Linked DNA regions of Triticum aestivum: region 1 is linked to region 2. Evidence: chromatin contacts called from public Hi-C data. All regions are on one chromosome and are shown on one strand. The core of a region is the stretch at or near the end of the contact, and the rest is flanking DNA. Distances in the headings are between cores, read along the strand shown.

Region 1 (5,163 bases), core at 2,300-4,799, 270 kb before region 2:
CCCGAGTAGCCAAAAGTTATCACTTTACCCGTATACACAGGACTGGATTTTTTATCCCGTGCCCATCGTTGCAATTTTTTACCCGGATGGGGAACAGAGAGGGTGGAAGGATTTGGGGCAAAATACTTTTTTTTGATGGGCAAAATACTGGATGGCCGAGGGATTTGATGGCGACACGTCCCGTCGTTGTTTCATATTCTAGCAGGCCATGGTCTCATCTGCCATGTTTTGTTTTCTAGGTGGAACCAGTCCACGAAAAGCAGCGCTAGACTAGGCCCAGCTTGTTTGTTTTTTTGTCCTTATGCATACGCTTAATGAAGCAACAGTTGTGCTAATGCTTCTACTAGCTACAGTGTGACGCACAAATCTCGAGACACCATATCTGAATGAATGGTTGAGATAAGGGGGTGTCTAGGCACCCGGGAGCTGAAAATCCACTCTCTCAATCAGCAGCAAGCCATGGCTGAACTGCTCATCTTTGTCGTGGGTTTCCTCCAGTTTGCACAGCTTCATGAATTTTGTGGGGTCCAAGAACCAGCCTGGTTCAAGTTGTGATATAATCCCTCCCAATTCACAGAGCTTGCTCTGCAAGATATACCGTATACCTATGCAAACTTACTAGCCAGTAACATGATCGGTAGTGGATTCTTGACTTCTTGAGTTATACTAATTTTATTGCTGCATTTCCAGTGTCCGACACATTTCAGTGTCCTTACATTTCAGAAGCATAATTAATTTGGTGTTGGTGATGAAGAATGGAGACATCCAGTCTCATCAACGAAAATCAAGTAAGTTTTTCTTTTCAAATACACTGCTTAAGAGTGCAGGTTCCCAATTGCTACGCCCATGTTGACATTGCCATGCTTCAGTACAAAATTCACAAAAGCTTGATCGCCTGATTGTACAGAACTCACGATTTTGGACAGTGTGATGCACAGATTTTTCTTGTTACCTTGATGCGAAAGTAGTTAATGATCTGTGTGCTGATTGTCCTGAAACTAGAACAGTTTCCTCGCCTCAGCTCTGGTGAGTTACATTGTATTTTGCCTTAGGAAATGCTTTACCCATATTCTCATTTTATCCATAGGTGTCGGCGTGTCGCCAAACATTAACATAAGCCGTCCGAAATATCGCCGGGTACTCTAAGCAGAGTGTAACACTTGGTGTATTGTTCGTTGATGTTAAATTGGGCTTCGCCGGGTACTCTAAGCCGAGTGTAACACTTGCTGTATTGTTTGTCGAGGTTAAATTGGGCTTCACCGGGTACTCTAAGCTGAGTGTAACCCTTGGTGTATTGTTTGTCGAGGTTAAATTGGGCTTCGCCGTGTATTTTTATACTCAGCTAAATTTAGTTTTCATGTAGTCGTAGCTTCTCCTCTGCTTTGCTTATTCTCTCCCATCTGTGATGTGCTTCCCGCTGCCTCAGCTTCCATCACCACCGCCTGTCAGCCCTGCAATTGCTGAAGGCCCGTAGGCAGGAAAACCTCGGCATTTGATATTTTTGTCCTTATCATGTTAACCTAAATACCATATTTTCTAGCTATGATTAAGGAACCACATAGTTTTATCGACTTCATTGTCCAACCATCCAACTTATATACTTTACATGTTGTGGTTTATGTATCATGTACCTGGAGTGTCATTTTTTTGTATGTTTAATTGTCCCATGCTTCTGTTCAAGTTCTTTAACTAATGTTATTTTCTCATTTAAATACAAATTGCCCATGCTTCTGTTCATTTTATTTTAACTAATGTTATTTTCTCATTTAAATGGACGGGCGCAGCAACGCGCGCCTTTCAGTTCTAGTTGTCCTTGTCGTAGGCATCGTCGTCGGCATCGGTGGTGCCCGTGTCTGAGGGGAAGACGAGACGATCCTGGCCATGCAGCGGGTGCCGCGGGTCTGCTCCCTCGCGAGCCGGGGTGGGTTCCTTCGCGTCCGCCACCTTCTGCCTCGCCAACCACTTCGACTCCTTGAACCCGATGCGGCGTGCCGCCTCATTTTCCCGGCACCGATGACGGGCGTCCGTCTCTGGTAAGGCATGCAAGTGGCGGATGGCGTCGTCGTCGCTGGCCCATAGAAGCGGCTCCGGCTCGGATCTGCAGGATCCATAACCGGAGCGGCTCGAGGCGGCCTATGCCGCCCTTCGCCTTGCACGGCGATTGGTGCGCGCCTTGGACCATGGCAACTGCTGTCGTGGGAATGAGCACCCAGCGCCACCGTCAAGGAGAAGGGGCTGGCGGTACCTGGCGCCTGTGGTCACCCTGCCGTCTAATCAAGCGCGGACCACGTCATGCAGCTGCGGCCCAGCGTAGAGCTACGACTGCCTCTCTGGGCCACTGACAACGCCGTCGAGGAGCTCCCGCCCCTATCCATCCACGAGTGGCAGAGGGCAATGCCAAGCGTGAGCTCCTCATCGTACAACACAGATGAGCTTGAGTCCTCCCTGGCGAGCGTTGCCCAGTCGATCACGTCGGACTCGTTGCCGAATCCATCGCCGACCATTGTGGAGGGGAGAGGAGAGAGCGAGAAGATGGGTAGTACAGCGTAGAGGTCAAGAGAGTGAGGGTTTGCCGTACGGGTGGAGTATATGTGGGGACAAAGGTGAGGACGTCATGGATGGGCCTATCCGACATGGAGGCGGCGATTGGGTGCGTCAAATCCGCTGCATATCCATTCCAGATATGGGCTGCGTATGAGGTTGTCGGTTAGGCTAAACGTTTGGACTGAATTTGTCTAGTCCGGTTGGGTGTCGTTTTCTATCTGGGCAATAACCGGGAATGCCGCTGGACGTTTGGGGCGGATATGGGGCCTCCGACCGTAGATGCTTTTATAGATCAAGAACAAAAGTCTCTTATTTCTGATTTTCAGAATTTTGTCCCTCTGAATTGAGGGGGTTAGGACACGCACATAAACAGAGGAAAGGAAACACACATGCATCCGAGCAAGCAGCTAGCTCTTGTCTTATAATCTCCGAGATAATTAAGCCCGACGTACGTACGTGCGAAATCTGACACAACACAAACACGAACGTCACGCGCACGTAGCACGCACGGCAGTGAAAAGAACAGGGAAAATCACATCTCATGGATGCATGACTGGCAAGTCAGATCACACACGACATACGCACGTGCAGGCAAGCGCCGCGTGTATATCAATGGCCACCGACGGCACCGCCTGTCAGCCCGCGCATCAAATCAGTGGCTATGGCCGTGCTTGTGGCCGCCGTGCTTGTGGATGTGGTGCGACATGGCGTCCTCGCGGTGCGCGGCCTTGTCCTGGTGCAGCTGCGCCTCGGCGGCGGCCACCTTGGCGGCGCCGCGCTCGTGCGCCAGCTCCCGCTCGTCGTGCGACCTCGCCGTGGCCGCCTCCGCCTTCTCCGCCACCTTGGCCTTCGTGATGGTCGACTTCGCCTTGGCCGCGCTCGCGCCGTCCTTCATCTTCTCCTTGGCGTGCTCCATCTTGGTGAAGTATCTTGATTTGGTTGGCTGCTGCTTCTTCTTCGTCGTCTTCTTGTTGCTTCGTGCTTCCCTTCTTATCCCCGGGTGCTGAGCTCGAGTGGGGATTATGTAGGCGGAGCGGTGCTGAGTTGGACGAATCGTTGCGTGACGCGTGGGTGGATGGAGGTCGGCCGATGGGGACGTGATGTCGGCCGGACGGATGTATGCTGGTGGCCATGTGCGGTTGGGCCATATCGCCATCGCTGCATGTATAGAGATCGACATGGGCACATGGCCACACGGTGCATCTCATGTCGACCACCTGCAAAAGGGAAAAAGTAGGATTTCCCACACTCGGTGTATTATTTTTGTCACGTTCTTTTAGAAACATCTTGGTTTTAATATGCGTGTTTTTCCTTCTATACGGACACATGAATGCACTTCACATATACTCGCACATCGTTCTCGGAGGACTCGAGTCACTGAGTTTCCGAATAAATTCACTACATCAAGTGCCTGTACGAACGTCGATAATCGTGGGAGAACGTACTACTTTTCTCAACGTCCTTGAAAAAAATACTGTACTTCACTAAGACACATATTTTTGACCGAGCATACACGCATGTGCACAATTACAATCTGAAGCCCACCCCTGAAAAAACTTTTTAGAACGAAGGATCGTGAAGAGCCCGGCTTTGAATTAACAAAGCCATCAACCGGCCAGGAGTTACAGCAGACAACCCAACTAACAACGGTCAGAACGATACAACGGGAAACACTGGAAAGCCTACTCACTACAACCTCCACAAGCCACAAATGAATTACAGCTAGTAAAGACCGAGCACTCCACACTAGGATCATATGTAGCAGAAACGGAGCAGCGCATCAGGACATAGCCGACCTTCGAGGATGGACCGTGCTCCAGGAACACCTAGAGAAGAAAGGGACCAACATCTTCCCTCTCAATCACCGAAGAGGGACCCTTTCCCCTCGCCATGGCTCGTAGGCGCCGCACCGTCGGGATTTCGAGAAGCTCACCCTAGAGCTGGAAGAATGTCGCCCTCGCATCGCAAGGTGGACATGGGATGACCACATCGATTTGGGATATACCTCGCCGGCAGCTCCGCCACAGTCCATGCCCAACTAGTTGGAGACAAGCTTCAGGAATCGGATGACGCAGAGGAGGTAGCGCAATCCCTCACCTGCATAACCTCCCGACCGCGCCCCGCACCCTTGATGACGCCTCCAGCAAGGTCACGACGCGCAAGGCGCCGCCGCCGCCAAATCCGCCGAGGATAAAGGTTTTCACCCGGGCAGGGGAGGTCGGGGTGGAGAGCCGGGGACCTCGGCTGTGCCCCCATGGAGGAAAGTAGCGCCCTTGGGCGTTGCCGCCGCCGGGCCGGCCGGACCGGCCAAGGTTTCCCCCGGTTCCCTAGCTGACCACCAACCCGCACCAACGCCGGAGCCAGAAAACGCTAGCCCACACCGGAGGCGAGAGAGTGGCAGCAGGGAATAGGGATTTCGCACCTCCAGATCTGACGAAGCAGTTCACGCCGCGGCCGGATTCCACCAGCCACCCGCCGCCCGCGGGGCCGGGCACGCTGGCCAGCACCCCCTGCGAACACCGCCCACCGCCCGACGACGTCGCCTCTCCGGCAAGGGTCGCCGCCCCAGGAACCACAGGCCTCCAAGAGGGGGAGGAGCGCCGAGATCCCCGCCGCCAC
Region 2 (5,028 bases), core at 2,164-4,663:
CGCATCATTAAAAACCAATTTGGTATTTAGAAAAAACATGCTACACCCTTACACATTTTTTAAAAATTACTAAAATTCTAAATGAAACACTTTTCTAATGATCGTAACAATAAAAAGGTGTTTGGGAAACGATTATTATCAGGAGCGGCAATAAGTTCTGTAACGTCACGGTTGGCTTTGCGGCAACAGAAACATCACCGCCAGGCGACTGACCTTGCGTGTCAAAAGACCAGTTTGAAACATTCAAGCGTTCAACCACAACATGACTGGTCTTGTAGCTTCATTTGGTGCTACGAGGGGGCACCAGTTGCTACAAGGCGTCGCTGGGGTGGCAGATGATGCTCTAAGATGACAGCTGAAGGACGACATGCTCATGCAAGGGCGCCCCAACGCTGCTATGAAATATGAGTCCGCCCTGATTCACAACACCACCTCGCAGCAATGAGGTCAATGATGTGTTGGGGGTGCAACGCACGCGATGTTGTGCAGCAACGGGTGCAACTTGGGAGATGTTGCGACTGCAACATGGGACATGCTACGAAGGCCACAATGTAGGCGATGTTGCGACCGCAACATGGATGATGTTGTATGGTGACGGTTGCAACTTGGCAGATGTCGCATGTTGTGGCGATCGCAATGTTGCGATTGCAACTTGGGCGATGTTATGCGGGATGACTAGAACTTGGGAGATTTTCGACTACAACATGGGGCATGTTGTGACGGCCGCAACATTGTCGATGTTGTGTCGCGATGAATGTTTGCAACGCTCACCTTGTTGCAAACCTCCCGAGCGCGACATGGGTCATGTTGCAAATGATGAGTGCAACATGAGTCATGTTGTAAATGGTGATCGCCGCTAAATGGCGTGAGCCACGTGTCAGCCAGTTGACGCATAGCGCCCGCCAAAAAAAATCAGTTGCATGAGTTGCAGCATTGCGTGTCTAGGTTATAGTAGCACCGACCGGGCCTCGCAGCACCACGCGCCAGGCTTTACAGCCAACCGGTCTTATAACGACGTGTGTATGCGGTAGCGCCAACCATCCTTTGTAGCGTCCGCGCTACCAACTTTCCGATGCAACAAATATATATTTGGTCGGAGAAAAAGTAAAATATATTAGGTTGATGTAACATGGCGAGCCAAACACTTATATCACATGAAAAAACACTTTGCAGCATGGATCATAGTTGCATCAAACACTTAGAATCATCCCAAGAGAATGTAGTCAACTTTTTTTTTAACTTGAATGTAATCAACTCTTTAAAAGAAAACGAAAAAAAAACGATGGCAGTGGACGGCAGATGAGAGAGAGCAGCAGAGCATCTTCCTGGACCTGGGCGTCTCGTTGCGGCCGCATGCAGCCATGCATGTATGCACTTGCGCTAGGATTAGTACTAGTATCAGTTTTTTCAAGGGCATACTAGTATCAGCTAGTAGCTGTGTAGCCACAAGGGCTAGCTAAAGGAGCCTACTACAAATCATCCGGATGATTTTAGTCAAAATTAAGCCGCCTCCACAGCCCTCCGATCAAACGCTCTACAGCCGTACAAATCAGCCAGCTCCCATGTATAGCACCACGCAGCAGCATGCCAGCACTCATGACAGCAGCTCGCAGCCCCGACGGGTGCCCGGCGGCGCTTCATGGCAACCTTACCGGAGCTCCAACAACCCCCATGGTGCTTCACTGCAGCTCCGACGATGTTCGGCTGCGCTTCATTGCAACCTCGCTGGAGCTCCAACGACCCCCACAGCGCTTCACTGCAACCTCGCCGGAACTCGCGGCGCTTCAATGCAGCTTCAGTGGCGCTCAACGAGGCTTCATTGTAACCTCGCCAGAGCTCCAACGACCCCTGCAGCGCTTCACTGTAACCTCGCCGGAGCTCGCGGCGCTTCACTACAGCTTCTGCGGTGCTCGACGTCGCTTCATTGTAACCTCGCCGGAGCTCCAACGAACCTCGCGGCGCTTCATTGTAACCTCGCCGGAGCTCGCGGTGCTTCACTGCAGCTTCGGCGACGCTTCATTGCAACCTCGCCGGAGCTCCAAAGACCCCTGCGGTGCTTCACTGCAACCTCGTCGATGTTTCGCTGCAGCGCCAACACCGTCACGGCGATGCTCCGTGGCAGCACACCGACGGCCGTCGCCAAGCTTCACTGCAACGTCAGCATCGCGCGGCTGCCCCATCAAAGCTCCACCGCAGCACCCCGATGGCTGCTGGTGAAGCTTCACTGTAGCGGGCACGACGCCGACGGGGTTCTGCGATGCAGCACGCGGCAACGGCGGCAGAAGTTGTTACGCAGCACGGCGGCGCGCTGAGATGCAGCGTCGCAGCAGCGGCCGACGGTGCCGATGGCGCTCGGCAACACTGAGCACAACAACAAGCGCCACAGATGCTAGGAGACGACATGGGTGCGGCGGGTCGACGGCTACTGGGATGCTGCAGGTTCACCGCGGGAGTGCTGCACGCCGCGTGCGGAAGCTCCGGCAAGGGCCATGGCGAAAGGTCAAAGAGGAGAAAGAAAGAGGAAAAATCGGGATCGCGTGAGTGGTGGAAGTGGAAGAACAAGTGGGTCTCGTTGCTGTGCGTGAAGATAAGGTAGTCGCTGGGTGCGTGGTCCAGAAGGACGCGCAGCGCCGCACGATCAGCTCTGATCGGATGGCTCGCGAGGCAGTTTGCATCAGCCAGAAATCAGTCGGGCAATTTTAAACGCTTTCCCTAGCTAAAATATAGCACCAGCGCGTGCCCGACGGAAACAGCAGCAGTCCCCATGTGGACACGTGGCTGCCCGCGAAGGCGGCGGATCGGTGGGGGGAATCATCTGGTTTAAAACAAGGCTTTTCCTAAAAATAATATCCACTAGCTGACAAAAAAGACACACATGTGAGTCCGGCCGTCCATTTTTGTTAGTTGGTGGCCGGTCGCTTTTTAGATGATGGCCATGCTCGCCGATCTTACACACGTGGACAGCGGCCACGTGTATAAGCCAATTAAACATCAATATATATAAGATCCTCTGTTTGGTACTCTGCGAGAATTGGCAAGTGTTATATGTTGAGCTCGAGCTCCATTGGTACGAAACAACCCGGTAAATTGAGCCCAAAGCAGCATGTACCCCATCCAGAGGCACCATCGCCGGGGCATTATGCTAGTGTTTTTTTTTAGCATTATGCCCAAGGTTACATGCGTACACCTTTTGCTCACGCTGTTGGCTGGACTCTTGTGAGATGTGAGGCATGCATCCAAGCATATCTAGAGCAGGTCGTAGCGGTGGCCGCTGGTTCAGTGTGGTGCTGGAAGCATACGCGACACCGACGGCAAGATGTGGAGCGATTCACGCTAGGTGTCATGCATACGAGCGATGCTCGTGTGTGAGCTAGCGTGCTTCTTTGTTGTGTCATGGCAACCGAACACGATAAATTCTTTGTTGTGTGTGAGCTCAACGGCAATGCAGTATAGCGTCTGCAACTCCACCATGAAAGACTGGCCAGTGTCGCCGCCTTTTCCCTGCGTTCTTCTCTTCCTGACGTTCTTGTTCGCTTCGTCTGTCGCGGAGCCGGTGGCCATGCGCGCCGATCTTACACACGTGGACAGCGGCCGCGGCTTCACCAAGCACGAGCTCCTCAGCCGGATGGCCGCCCGGTCCAAGGTCCGCATGGCGACCCTACGCTCGTCGGGCAGCGCCCCGGCGGTGACCGTGCCAGTAGCCCGGGGCGGCTTGGACGTGGGTTTTTCCGAGTACCTCGTCCACTTGGGCGTCGGCACGCCGCGCCCGCAGCGCGTGGCGCTGACGCTAGACACCGGCAGCGACCTCGTCTGGACGCAGTGCGCTTGCGCGGCCTGCTTCGACCAGCCGTTCCCGGTCCTCCGCGCCTCCGCCTCCAGCACCTTTCGCCGCGTCCCGTGCTCCGACCCTCTCTGCGGTCACGCCGTGTACCTCCCGGTCTCCGGGTGCGCCGCCAGAGACAGGTCCTGCTTATACGCCTACGGCTACGGCGACAATTCGGTCACCACTGGCAAGGTCGTCGAGGACACTTTCACATTCAATGCTCTCGGGGGCAAGAAGCACGCCGCCGTGGCCGTGCCCAACCTCCGGTTTGGCTGCGGCATGCTCAACGTCGGCCTCTTCAAGTCGAACGAGTCCGGCATCGCCGGCTTCGGGCGCGGCCCGTTGTCGCTGCCGTCGCAGCTCAAGGTCGGCAGGTTCTCCTACTGCTTCACGGCCATCATAGAGTCGAGGACCAGCCCGGTGTTCCTGGGCGGCAGGCCGGACAACCTTGAAGCTCATGCCACGGGGCCCATTCAGTCCACCCCGTTCGCCCCAGGCCCTGCGGGTGCGCCTGTGGGTAGCTCGCCATTCTACTACCTTTCCCTCAGAGGAGTCACCGTCGGCAAGACGCGGCTGCCGTTCAACGCGTCGGCGTTCGCGCTCAAGGGCGATGGCTCCGGCGGGACGATCATCGACTCCGGCACGGCCATCACGACCTTCCCACAGGCCGTGTTCCAGAGCCTCCGTGAAGCGTTCGTGGCGCAAGTACAGCTACCTGTCGCCAACGGCTACACCGACGCCGACGGCAGGCTGTGCTTCTCCCTCCCGGCGATGAAGAAGGCGCCCGCCGTGCCGAAGCTGATCCTCCACCTGGAGGGTGCAGACTGGGACCTTCCACGGGACAACTACGTGCTGGATAACGACGACGACGGCACCGGCGCGGGCAGGGAGCTGTGCGTGGTGATATCTTCGGCGGGCAAGAGCGACCAGACAACCATCGGCAACTTCCAGCAGCAGAACACACACATCGTCTACGACCTGGAGAGCGACAAGATGGTCTTTGCGCCTGCGCGCTGCGACAAGCTCTGAGTTATACTATAAGTGTGTGACCAGACCATATCGAGCGTGCGCCTGCATGTAATTGTATGCGACCGCAATACATGTATCGTGTTCTGCTGGCGATTCTTCTGGTACTAGCACTAAGTAAAGAACGTGTTCGCTAATCTCAGGTGGGGTCCATGTGGCGAGTGATAGCGGCGAGCTTC

What was found. A called contact is a pair of places that touch in the nucleus more often than the background predicts.
Region 1: a contact with region 2 is called in a Hi-C map of leaf, with 2.1 times the contacts expected there. The contact joins the promoter of LOC123150270 here to the promoter of LOC123150743 in region 2. A contact is called at or near these places in 1 of 5 Hi-C or Micro-C datasets (leaf) and 1 of 1 datasets of contacts at active chromatin or transcription factors (leaf).

Annotation. Positions count from the first base shown.
Region 1 is chr7A:20,761,385-20,766,547 of IWGSC CS RefSeq v2.1, reverse strand. LOC123150270 (late embryogenesis abundant protein 6) reads right to left here and starts at 3,549. Exons shown (of 1, transcript XM_044570106.1): 1 at 2,939-3,549. The coding sequence starts at 3,460. The coding sequence ends at 3,197.
Region 2 is chr7A:20,495,813-20,500,840 of IWGSC CS RefSeq v2.1, reverse strand. LOC123150743 (aspartic proteinase nepenthesin-1) reads left to right here and starts at 3,413. Exons shown (of 1, transcript XM_044570575.1): 1 at 3,413-5,013. The coding sequence starts at 3,443. The coding sequence ends at 4,852.